Linked DNA regions of Mus musculus: region 1 is linked to region 2. The links are chromatin contacts, called in public HiChIP or PLAC-seq maps. All regions are on one chromosome and are shown on one strand. Each heading gives the region's core, a stretch centred on a gene start, on an enhancer-like site or on the middle of the called end of the contact. The rest is flanking DNA. Distances are from core to core; before and after follow the strand shown.

Region 1 (4,846 bases), core at 1,199-3,698, 110 kb after region 2:
TGCTGGTGGGCCAGCGTCCCCATCCCAAACCTTGCCGCTCACTCCAAGTGCCTTGGTGCCCTAGACTTGACTCGAGGTCATGTGGGACATCTTCAGAAAGCAAGCTGGGGCCAAAAAAGTGCAGAGCCCTCTGCCCAAATCAAGACTCTTAATTTCAAAGGTCATTGCAGACGGAACAAGAACATGGACAGGACTGACTGGCTCTCCTAAGCTTCTGGTCTACTCAAGCGATAACCAAACAAGAATGTCATTGCAGAAGGGGGTCCTGCACCCCACTTGCCAAAGAACAGTGCAACCCACTTTCCTCAAGACTAGACAACAAATAAGAAAGTCTGACCCAGATTATACTCCATGCCTGGGCTTCGTCTTGGGGCCCTGATCACTTTGACTTCATCCTAAAGCCAGCTCTGGAGCAGAAGGCATGCAGAACACTCCATACCCCATTTTTGGAATTCTGTACCTGCCTACTTCTTTATTAACAGCCTTGAAGGCATGTGCTCATGGCCAAATGCAGGGCCTCTGCCAGCTGCCCCCAGAGTTCATTGCGGCTGCTAAATGGCAGAGACCACTGATAAATTATTTCAGGACCTCCTCCTTGCAAAAGCTGGAAGGGATGGGTACCCCTCTTATGACCCATGAGAGGCCTTAATGACCAAGACACTAGCACGTGCACCCACCTGAGGTCTCTAAAGGTTTTGGTGTAAGCATTGTCAGGCTGTCAAATGGCTGGAGCGAGTGTTACACACACACACACACACACACACACACACACACACACACACACACACAATGGGGTGTGGTGGTTCTCATGAATGTGGCAGGGGTGGAGTAGGTGTCCCGCACCAAGGCACAGCAGCTGGAGAGGTGTGGGTGCTAAAAGCCACCTGTTAGGACCTGGAGCAGCTGAAGCCGGATGTGAAAGGCGGAATAGACACGGAGACCGAACTGGAATCAAATGCCGACTATAAAGTGTATCTTATAACTTATTAAATAAAATGTTTGCTCCATAAACGCTCCCTGTCATTCTTGGAGTGGAATCAGTGGTGTGGGCCTCTGATCACTCCCCACCCACCATCTCTTTGAGTGCAGATGTTATTTAACAATGGGCCAGTCCTTTTCTTGCAAAGGGTGGTCCTTTTCTGAGAAGCCAGGGCCAACCTCAGGCAAGGGACTCAAGAGAACATGCGGGCCATGATACCATCGTGACTTCTTAGGAACCCTAGATATGGAGCCCAGGTAGAGGCAATGGCTTTTAATTAAGCAGGCCTCTTGCCTGATACCATCAGGAATCTGTGTTCTGGGAAATGTTCTCAGATAGGATCTCTCACATGCCCCTGCACCCTTCGACCCAGTACTGAGTGCCTCCACCTGCCCTCCCGAGGAGAAACGATTGCTGATGTTAACCCTCCAGCTATGAATCCTTATAGTGGTCGGGTGACGGTTTACATATGACAGAACAAACATGGGTACAGTTTCCACCAGGCATACAGCCCAGACCTCATATGGGGATAGAGTTGGGCATATACCTTCTGACTAAGAATGAGTGTTCTTACACATCACACTACAGGCAAGCAGCTCGGAGGAGAAGGGTTACCAGAGTCCTAGAAAAGCTGGCAGTACCCATGGAGGCGGAAAGGCCTCCAGGCCGGGAGGAGTGTGGGGATCAGAGGTTCAGGCAGGGAACCTGCATCATTTTTAGTGATGGTATGTATATGTATGTGACAGGGTCTCTTGTATCCCGGGCTAGCCTGGGACTCTCCCTGTAGCCAACTAGGACCTTGAGCTTTTTTTAAAGTGTATACTGTGCTGAGATCAAGCCCTGGACTCTGTACATTGTAGGCAAGCAGTCTCCAACTGCATCCCCTGCTCTGCTTTCTCTATTGTATTCTGGCTTTGTTTTTCCCCTTACCTGGCTACATATTAGAATGATAATCTGTTTACCTCTGAGCTTGGAGGAAGGTAAGGCAGATGCGCCCTTTCGTCTCTGCGCCTTGAAACCCTCGCCTAGACTCCTGGGCTCTGTAGGGCTGGGGACTCCCTGAAGAGTCCTCACATAACATGTCTGGCGCGATGCTGGCTTTGCCAGAGAAGCCCAGGGGATTCATCAACCCCTCCAACCCAGTTAGGTTTGCTGGAGGAGGCAGCGTTTGTACACTAAACATTGACTTTGGTGTAAGGTGTCCTAACGTCTAAACACTGAGTCCTAACCGGCCGAGTCGAGTCTGGCTGGCGGGGGAGGGGGAGATTCCCACGAATTCCCACTGGTATTTTTAGGAACAGTCCTTTGCTTGTTACTTTCTACGGACACCCTCTGTCAGAGTGTGTGTGAGCTGGCTGGTGATTGGCACCCAGTAGGTGATAATAGTTTTACCTTTGAGGTGCAGCCCCGCAATTGCTGCCTGTGACATCAGGGCCTGTGGGGTGGAGACCTGTTGCTCTCAGTGCCTAGAACCAGAGGGCAGCTCTTATCTGCACCTGGGCTTGGCTACCATGGAAACAGGCTATTGTTTATGTCAATACCCTGAAAACTTTGAAACTTGTGGGCCTGGGGCCAGGTCCTTCCTGACTTTGGCTGCTTGGCTTTCCTGTGCCCTGGCTGAAGCTAATGAGTCCAGGGTGTCATTATTCAGTGGTCAATAGAAAGTGTAGCCCCTGCCCACCCTGGGCGACCTCTCTACCTCCCAACTAACAGGGGAGGGCTTGCTAGGAGACTACAAGGAGCAAATACTAACCAGCTCACTCACACACACTAGCCCTTAGCAACCTGTTCTAGGTCTTCAAGCTGCCTTAAAAGCCACAACTTGATGTATTTGTTATATAACTCAGTACATAGGGTAGTGGCAACACACACCTTTAATCCCAGCGCACAGGAGGCAGACGCATTTGGAGCTTGAGTTTGAGGCCAGCAACTCGAGTCTACAGAGCTAGTTCTAGGACGGCCAAAGCTGCTCAGGGCAGCAGAATGAAAAACGTCGAAAGGATTGAGGGGAAATGAGTGTTCTAGTCTTTCTTATTCCTTAGGTTTGTTTTTCACAGCTTGCAAAGCCAACACTGGAGAGGTGGAGTATTCCGGTTTGGGGTTAGTTGGTTTTGTTTTTAAAAATTAGTGAGCCGATCTAATACAAGCAATCTATCCCTAAGCCACACCCCCAGGCCCACCCCTGAAATCTGTACCTAAGTGGGAGAATGAGAGAATTGAGAATATTATACAGCCCTGTGGTAAAACACCTGAGTTTCATCACCAGCACCCACGTGAAAAGATTGGGCATGAAAGCATCCAGGCAGCCTAACTTAATTACAAGTTCCAAACCATGGGAGAGACCTGGGTCAAAAACCAAAGTGGGCCTCACCAAATAAAATTCACTATTTTTTTTTTTCTTATAAGTGTCAAAAGTAGAGGCTTTAAGCAAGCTGGATTCAGTTTCTTTTTCCTTTGGCCTTTTCCTAAAGATTTGGCCAAGTGCATGGTGGGAGGGGCCCTTGCAAACAAAAGATCCTTCTCTGCTTTGTCTGGGCCCCCAAGGCTGTGAGGACCAGCTCATGTATGTGGAATTTCAGGACCCACCCCTCACACCCTTTTTCTCTTCCTCAGCATTCTCAAAGGCAGCTGCTGGGAGGCCGGAATAGCAAGCCTGACTTGTGGCACGTATCCTAGGGTGCTTTGAGCTTTGAACGTGTTTATCTCCCTCCCCAGGACAAAGAATCGACTGGCCTTTTATTGCCAGTGCTTCCCTCTGTCTAGCCACCCACCCACCCTTCCACACCACCAGGATGTGTTGGCTCGCCCAGTCACCACTGAGGCGGGGCACATTCTTTGGGTCCAGCCAAACCTGGGCAGGGTGTTCTCAGAGAGGGAAGTTTAGCAGAGATTCTGTCTCTGGGCCCCACTGTCTGAATAGCAGAACGGCCCAGTGTGTGAGGATTCAGTAAGCAGTGTGTCAGCTGCAGCAATTTCAGGTCTAAATTTCAGTCCCAGCCCTGTGGCTTGCCAGGGGACTTGCACCTCAGGCAGTGATCTCCATGCTCATCTGTAAAATGGGGAGATAGTAGGGACCTTACATTCTAAGCTAAGACCCCTTTTCGTTCATCCCATTTATCCCCCACAGACCTGAGCAAACCAGAGCTTTCAGGATGCCTGTATGTTGGAGTGTCATGGCTCCCTCTGTGGGAGATGATTCTGTAATGATTCTAAGCACAGGCCAGGAGGTTCATGCCCTACCCCTGACTTCCCCCCAAGCTACTCACACGTTATAGAACACATGCCTCAGTTTTTCCAGCAATGGTAGTACCTAGGAGATTCAGTGGGGCTATGGGGCCAGAGCCTGTTGGGAATAGGCTCTGGGCATCAGGAGTGGAAACTTGTGAAGCACTTGACTTGCAGTAATTAGGATGCAACAGGTTCAAGTTTAACAATCCCAGCCCTGCAGCTACCCAGCTGACGCCTCAGGGAATGGTCTCTGGGTCTCAGTGTACACATCTGCAAAGTGGGGAAATATGCTGGAGCTGCAGAGCCAGGAAGCTCTTATTCCTGTTGGGGCTTCTGGTATAACTCCATGTATACAGTAGGACAACCAAGGTTTGCAGCCCGACTCAGGAGTCAAGAAGTTACTTGGGGCCTACCCTGAGCAGTCCATAGGAAGTACAGTTGGCCCAGCTTTCATGCTTGGTTTGCGTTTAAACCTACGTCTCCAAATTTCCTCCAGCCTTCATCTTCCCCCAGAGTCAGCTTAGGAAAAAGTTTTACAGCTTTGAGCTTGCTCACCTTTCAGATGAGGGTCTCAGTTTGCCCACTGTTCCCCAACTCTGCTTGGTTAGTGTATGTTTCTAGTTGTAATCTGAGTCCAAG
Region 2 (4,663 bases), core at 2,083-4,582:
TGTATTCCATCTGAAGAGGCCACCAAATTTGGGTCCATGAAAAGCATCAAGCACCCCACCCCAACTTAAGAAGGAAGAATTCAAAGAACAAGTGAATGTTTGGGGATTGGGTTGGTGTCCAGAATTTGTTAAAGGAAACAAAAAGCAAAAACAGAACAATATAAGTGAGCAAACAAACAAACAAAATACAGCTCAAACCAGCAGCCTGGCATTTTGAATGTGTTTCCAGATTGGAAGAGTACTCAGATAAAGCTCGGAGCTTTGAACCTTTGAAGGCTTTGCATGACACCACAACTCACACACCCAGGCTAAAGGATGCCCACTTGTTGACTAGGCAGGAGGGCTGGCTGCATCCTCAGCCCTGGCAGTGTGGGCACGATTTTTATTAGGACCAAGTTTCCGTAGAGAGGCACATGAAATCTTCCCACTGCCACTGGTGAGCTCACCAGGGCTGGATCCACAAAGGCCGATTGTTTCGGACCCACTGCCTGTAAGCTTCTTAATTAATGGGCAGATTGACTTTTCTTACTGTTACAAAAAAAGATGAGGCACTAATATGCTAATTTTTTCTTTAATAATATATTTTATTGTGGGAGGGGCATGTGGGAGCAGGTGCAGGACATCCATGAGGAGGCTCCAGGAGAACTTGGGGTAGAGTCAGTCCTTTGTTTTTAATATTGGGTCCCAGGGATGAAAGTAAAGTCGTCAGGCTTGGTGCCAAATGCCGCTGCCCACCGAGCCAGCTCACTGGTCTACCCTACCCACCCAGCCAGCTCACTGGTCTGCCCTACCCACCGAGCCAGCTCACTGGTCTGCCCTACCCACCGAGCCAGCTCACTGGTCTGCCCTACCCACCGAGCCAGCTCACTGGTCTGTACCAAACTAAGATTGACTTTCTCAGCAGAATATGATTTTCCCCCTGTCCAGGGCTGGGGACTAAACCCAGGCCCTATGTATTCTGGGGAAGCTCTTATCACTTGCCTAAATGTCCAACCTTGAACAATTATTCTTAATGGATGGATGGGTTTTTAAGTTCTGTCTTTTCTTGCCTTTCATTATTTGCTTTGTGCTTTGCCCTTTGGAAAGGCCATGGTAACTCACAGTGGGACTCAGCACCTGGCATAGAGAAGTTTTTGTAGCTGGCTAACAGTGTGGTCCTTCAATACCAACTGACAGTGGAGTCAGCAACCATGCAGTCGCCGAGAGAAGAGAATCGTAAGTTTGAGGCTACATAATCAGACCTTGCCTCAAAAACAAGGATTATTTGTTTTTATCACTAAACAAGGATTATCAAAGTGGTTAAGTGGATGGTTATATATGGGGGTGGTTGGCTCTGGCTGGTTCTCAATTTTTGCTTTCCTTGATCAAGATATGATTGGTGAAAAAATAAATCATAGAACAGCCGTTTCATTCTCAATTTGTTTGCGACAGGGTATCTGGAGTTAGTCTTGATCTCACCCTGTCTGGAGGCGGACAGTGAACAGGATCCTGACCTTCTTGCTGTGCCCCCCTCCCTCCAAGTGCTAGGATCTCAGGCAAGCACCATAGCACACCCAATACAATGCCACTGGAACAGAGAAAAGAAAAAAGAAAAAACAAAACCTGTTTCTTTTGCTACTTGAGACTGAGCCCCAGGGCTCTCGTGCTCTAAGCAAGCTACCCCTGAGCTACATGCTCTGCCCAGTTTCATTTTTATTTTGAGTCAGGGGCTCAATAAATTGCCCAAACAACTTTTGAACTTGACAAGTTGCCTGGGCCTGAACTTGGTAAGGTCTTGAATTGGGAATCTTCCAGCCTCATCTTCTAAGTATGCAGGCGCCACAACACCTGGATCAGCAAATGCTACAGAAAAGTGGTGTCTTGGGTTTTCTTTTTTGTTTTGTTTTGGTTTTGGTTTTGTTTGCACCCCCCACCCCCTGTAGCTTGCATGTAGGGAAGGCCTGTTTCTAAAGGTGGGAAGTGATACCCAGTGTTATTATTAGTATTTCAGCATTAATCTGGGGGTAAACCAAGGCTCTCACTGTACACCTGACTTGCAGTCAGCCTGCTGGGGAACTGAAAATGCAGCGTGTGCTGCTTGCTTTCTTCCTGATGAATCCGGACGTGCTCTGCAGCACTCTGGGGAGGACATCTGTTGCTTTGTTGCCCTCTCTCCTTTCTATTTGCCAAGGATGGTATTATTATTGGTGGGTAGGTGCAAGTTTTATTCTTAATTGTTCAAGGCAAGTACCTGCTTCTGGTAAGGAGCTGTATTCTCGTAACCTGAAGAGGATCACAGAAGCAAGCCAGATCCCTGTGGTGGTGCAGAGACAATCCTGCCTCCTTCCCAACACACACAGACACAGACACACACACACACACACACACTCACACACACACAGGCACACATGCACACACACACACACACAGACAGGGAGAGGGAGAGACCACGTTCTTAGGCTCTTTTATAAGGTTAGCATCTTATGCACCCTGGTTCAAGCAGCAAAAGCAAACTGCCAGAAACTGGTACTCAGGAGGAGTGTACATAAATAGTTATCTTTCACTCCCACTGAGCCCGCCTCTGCCTAGCAAAGGATAGTTGTTTGCATTTTTCTCTCTGAACTTCTGGGCCCTTTTATTAAGTGTGTTGGGTGGGAGACTTCTAGACTATACCTGTAAGTCCTGATAGGAGCCAGTATCTTATCAGAACCTGATTGGTAGGGACTAAATGAGTTCTTTACAGAATGCTGCTGTTGTGTATGGGGGCACACCTGTAATCCCACTCTTTAGGAGGCTGAGGCGGGAGGGTTGTGAGTGCAAACCCAATCTGTGGAATGATGTTAGTCCTAACTTCACAAACGAGGAAACTGACTGAGGTGCCTCAGTTAAACGTGAGGCCGAGCCTTGCCCGGCAGCAGAGGTGGGAAGATAGCTTGAGTTCCAGACCCAGAACTTAAGCGTCTTGATGGACAGAAAACTTTTTTGCTTTCTGTATACTTTATGTGATTATAGCCAGCTCTCTGTTCTCATGTGTGAAGAGAAGGGATTTGCAGCAGTCAGTCACCAGGTGTATGCATCTGTTGCAGCCATCAAACCTGGTGTGCCAGGTTAGTCTGTATCCAACGGATATTAAGCAGGGCCCTCAGGCCATCTGATGTCGCAGGTCCTGGACCCAGATGGCTCCTTGCTCTAGTGAAGGACTTGATTTTCCTAAAGATCTGATTGTTCCGCCACTACCAGCAATGGGGTCTAAATTCCAAACTCAGTTTCCAAATAATAGGTAACATATCTACTCCTGTTGCATTGGTATCTTGGATACTTATCAGGTAAGGGCAGTTCACATAACTTGCCTTGGAGCGAAGTCACCCTGAGTGCAGCCTTGCAATCACCAGTAAACAATTACACAGATAGCTCTAGGTCATCCAGATATGCTTTTGAAATTCCGCAGGCTTACTTCACGTGTCTTCCCTGCCCTCCTTCTTGATTTTTCTTTGTGGACTTCCCTCTGGCGGCTTCCATCCTGTCTTCACTGTGGCCACCTGGGTGGTCCCAACCCCACCATATCAAATAGCCCCGGAAAGGTTCCCGGCCTTTTACACTCACTTGCAGGCTTCTGCCTCTGTCTGTTGTAGAGTTCTTGGGATTTTAGCATTCTTGAGATTCTTTCTGTGGGTGATTTGGGAAAACATTTCATTTCTTCAGTGTCCCACACGACCCTGTTCTACCCCTTGTCCTCACAGGAGCCTTAGATGACTGCCACTTTTCCCATGTCACTCAGCTGTGCCATTTGTGCTGTGTGGATTTCCTGTGCTCTAGAATGAAAAGGCCTTCTAGAAACCTGAGCACTGGAGCATCGCGGCCTGCTTTCCCAGGCTGCCCTGGAGACTTGGCCAAGCGATAACTCCGGTTATGGATTCTTATTAGGAGATGCTTTAACAGTCACTTTTAGGGACCTTGGCGTCTGTAGGTTCTTACCCTATTCTTGAGAGCCTATTCTGGAGAGGAGAGAGGAGAGGGAGAGAGAGAGAGAGAGAGAGAGAGAGAGAGAGAGAGAGAGAGAGAGAGAGAGAGAGGATTAAACCTTTTGCCTCAGGCATGCTGTGCTGCAAGCAATTCTACCATCAAACTCTTCTCTCCATTCCTCATCTTAACTCCCCCCCACCCCTCTGTCTCGCTCCGGCCTATTTATTGATTATATGTAAGTACACTGTAGCTATCTTCAGTCACCCCAGAAGAGGGCTGTGGTTCCTGGGATTGGAACTCATGACCTCTGGAAAAGCAGTCAGTGCTCTTAACTGCTAAGCCATCCCTCCAGCCCTCATCTTGACTTTTTGAAAGATAGATTCTCTATCATCCTCCTGGCTATCCTGGAACTTACTATGTAGACCGGCTGACTTCAAACTTAGAGAGCTACCTGCCTCTGCCTCCCAGGGGCTGGGCAGGTGCCACCACGCCCAGCTTCATCTTGCTATTTATTTTGAGGTAAGATTTCAACGTTGCCCAGGCTGACTTTGAGTTGTTAATTTATTGCTCTATAGCTCAGACAACCCTTCAGTAGCAACCCTTTTGCCTCAGCCTCCCAAATCGCTGGGATTTCAGGCCTGCACTAACAGGCCTGGCCATGCCCTGCTAATGGCTTTTATTCTGGGAAACCTGGCAGGGAGCAGGAAGCTGGGAGGAAGTT

What was found. HiChIP or PLAC-seq counts read pairs in DNA pulled down with a chosen protein or histone mark.
Region 1: an H3K27ac HiChIP or PLAC-seq map of extraembryonic endoderm stem cells shows a contact between it and region 2. The contact joins two enhancer-like sites. A contact is called at or near these places in 32 of 484 Hi-C or Micro-C datasets (the 3T3-L1 cell line, 3T3-L1-derived adipocytes, the AML12 cell line and 22 more), 14 of 115 datasets of contacts at active chromatin or transcription factors (the HPC-7 cell line, the NIH/3T3 cell line, craniofacial prominence and 9 more) and 3 of 9 other capture datasets (adipose tissue, embryonic stem cells and liver).

What each region holds. Positions count from the first base shown.
Region 1 is chr14:7,950,578-7,955,423 of GRCm38.p6, forward strand. It overlaps Flnb (filamin, beta), which reads left to right. Exons shown (of 46, transcript NM_134080.1): 46 at 1-1,011. Among named protein-coding and RNA genes, the nearest start is that of Gm45521, 4.3 kb to the right of the region's middle. Within about 2 kb of position 2,449, at least 118 of the 459 cell types and tissues checked have an H3K27ac peak or open chromatin away from gene starts, as enhancers often do. A contact at or near this core is called in extraembryonic endoderm stem cells and trophoblast stem cells, where this site is marked.
Region 2 is chr14:7,836,794-7,841,456 of GRCm38.p6, forward strand. The region is part of intron 1 of Flnb (filamin, beta); the gene reads left to right. Among named protein-coding and RNA genes, the nearest start is that of Flnb, 21 kb to the left of the region's middle. Within about 2 kb of position 3,333, at least 26 of the 459 cell types and tissues checked have an H3K27ac peak or open chromatin away from gene starts, as enhancers often do. A contact at or near this core is called in extraembryonic endoderm stem cells and trophoblast stem cells, where this site is marked.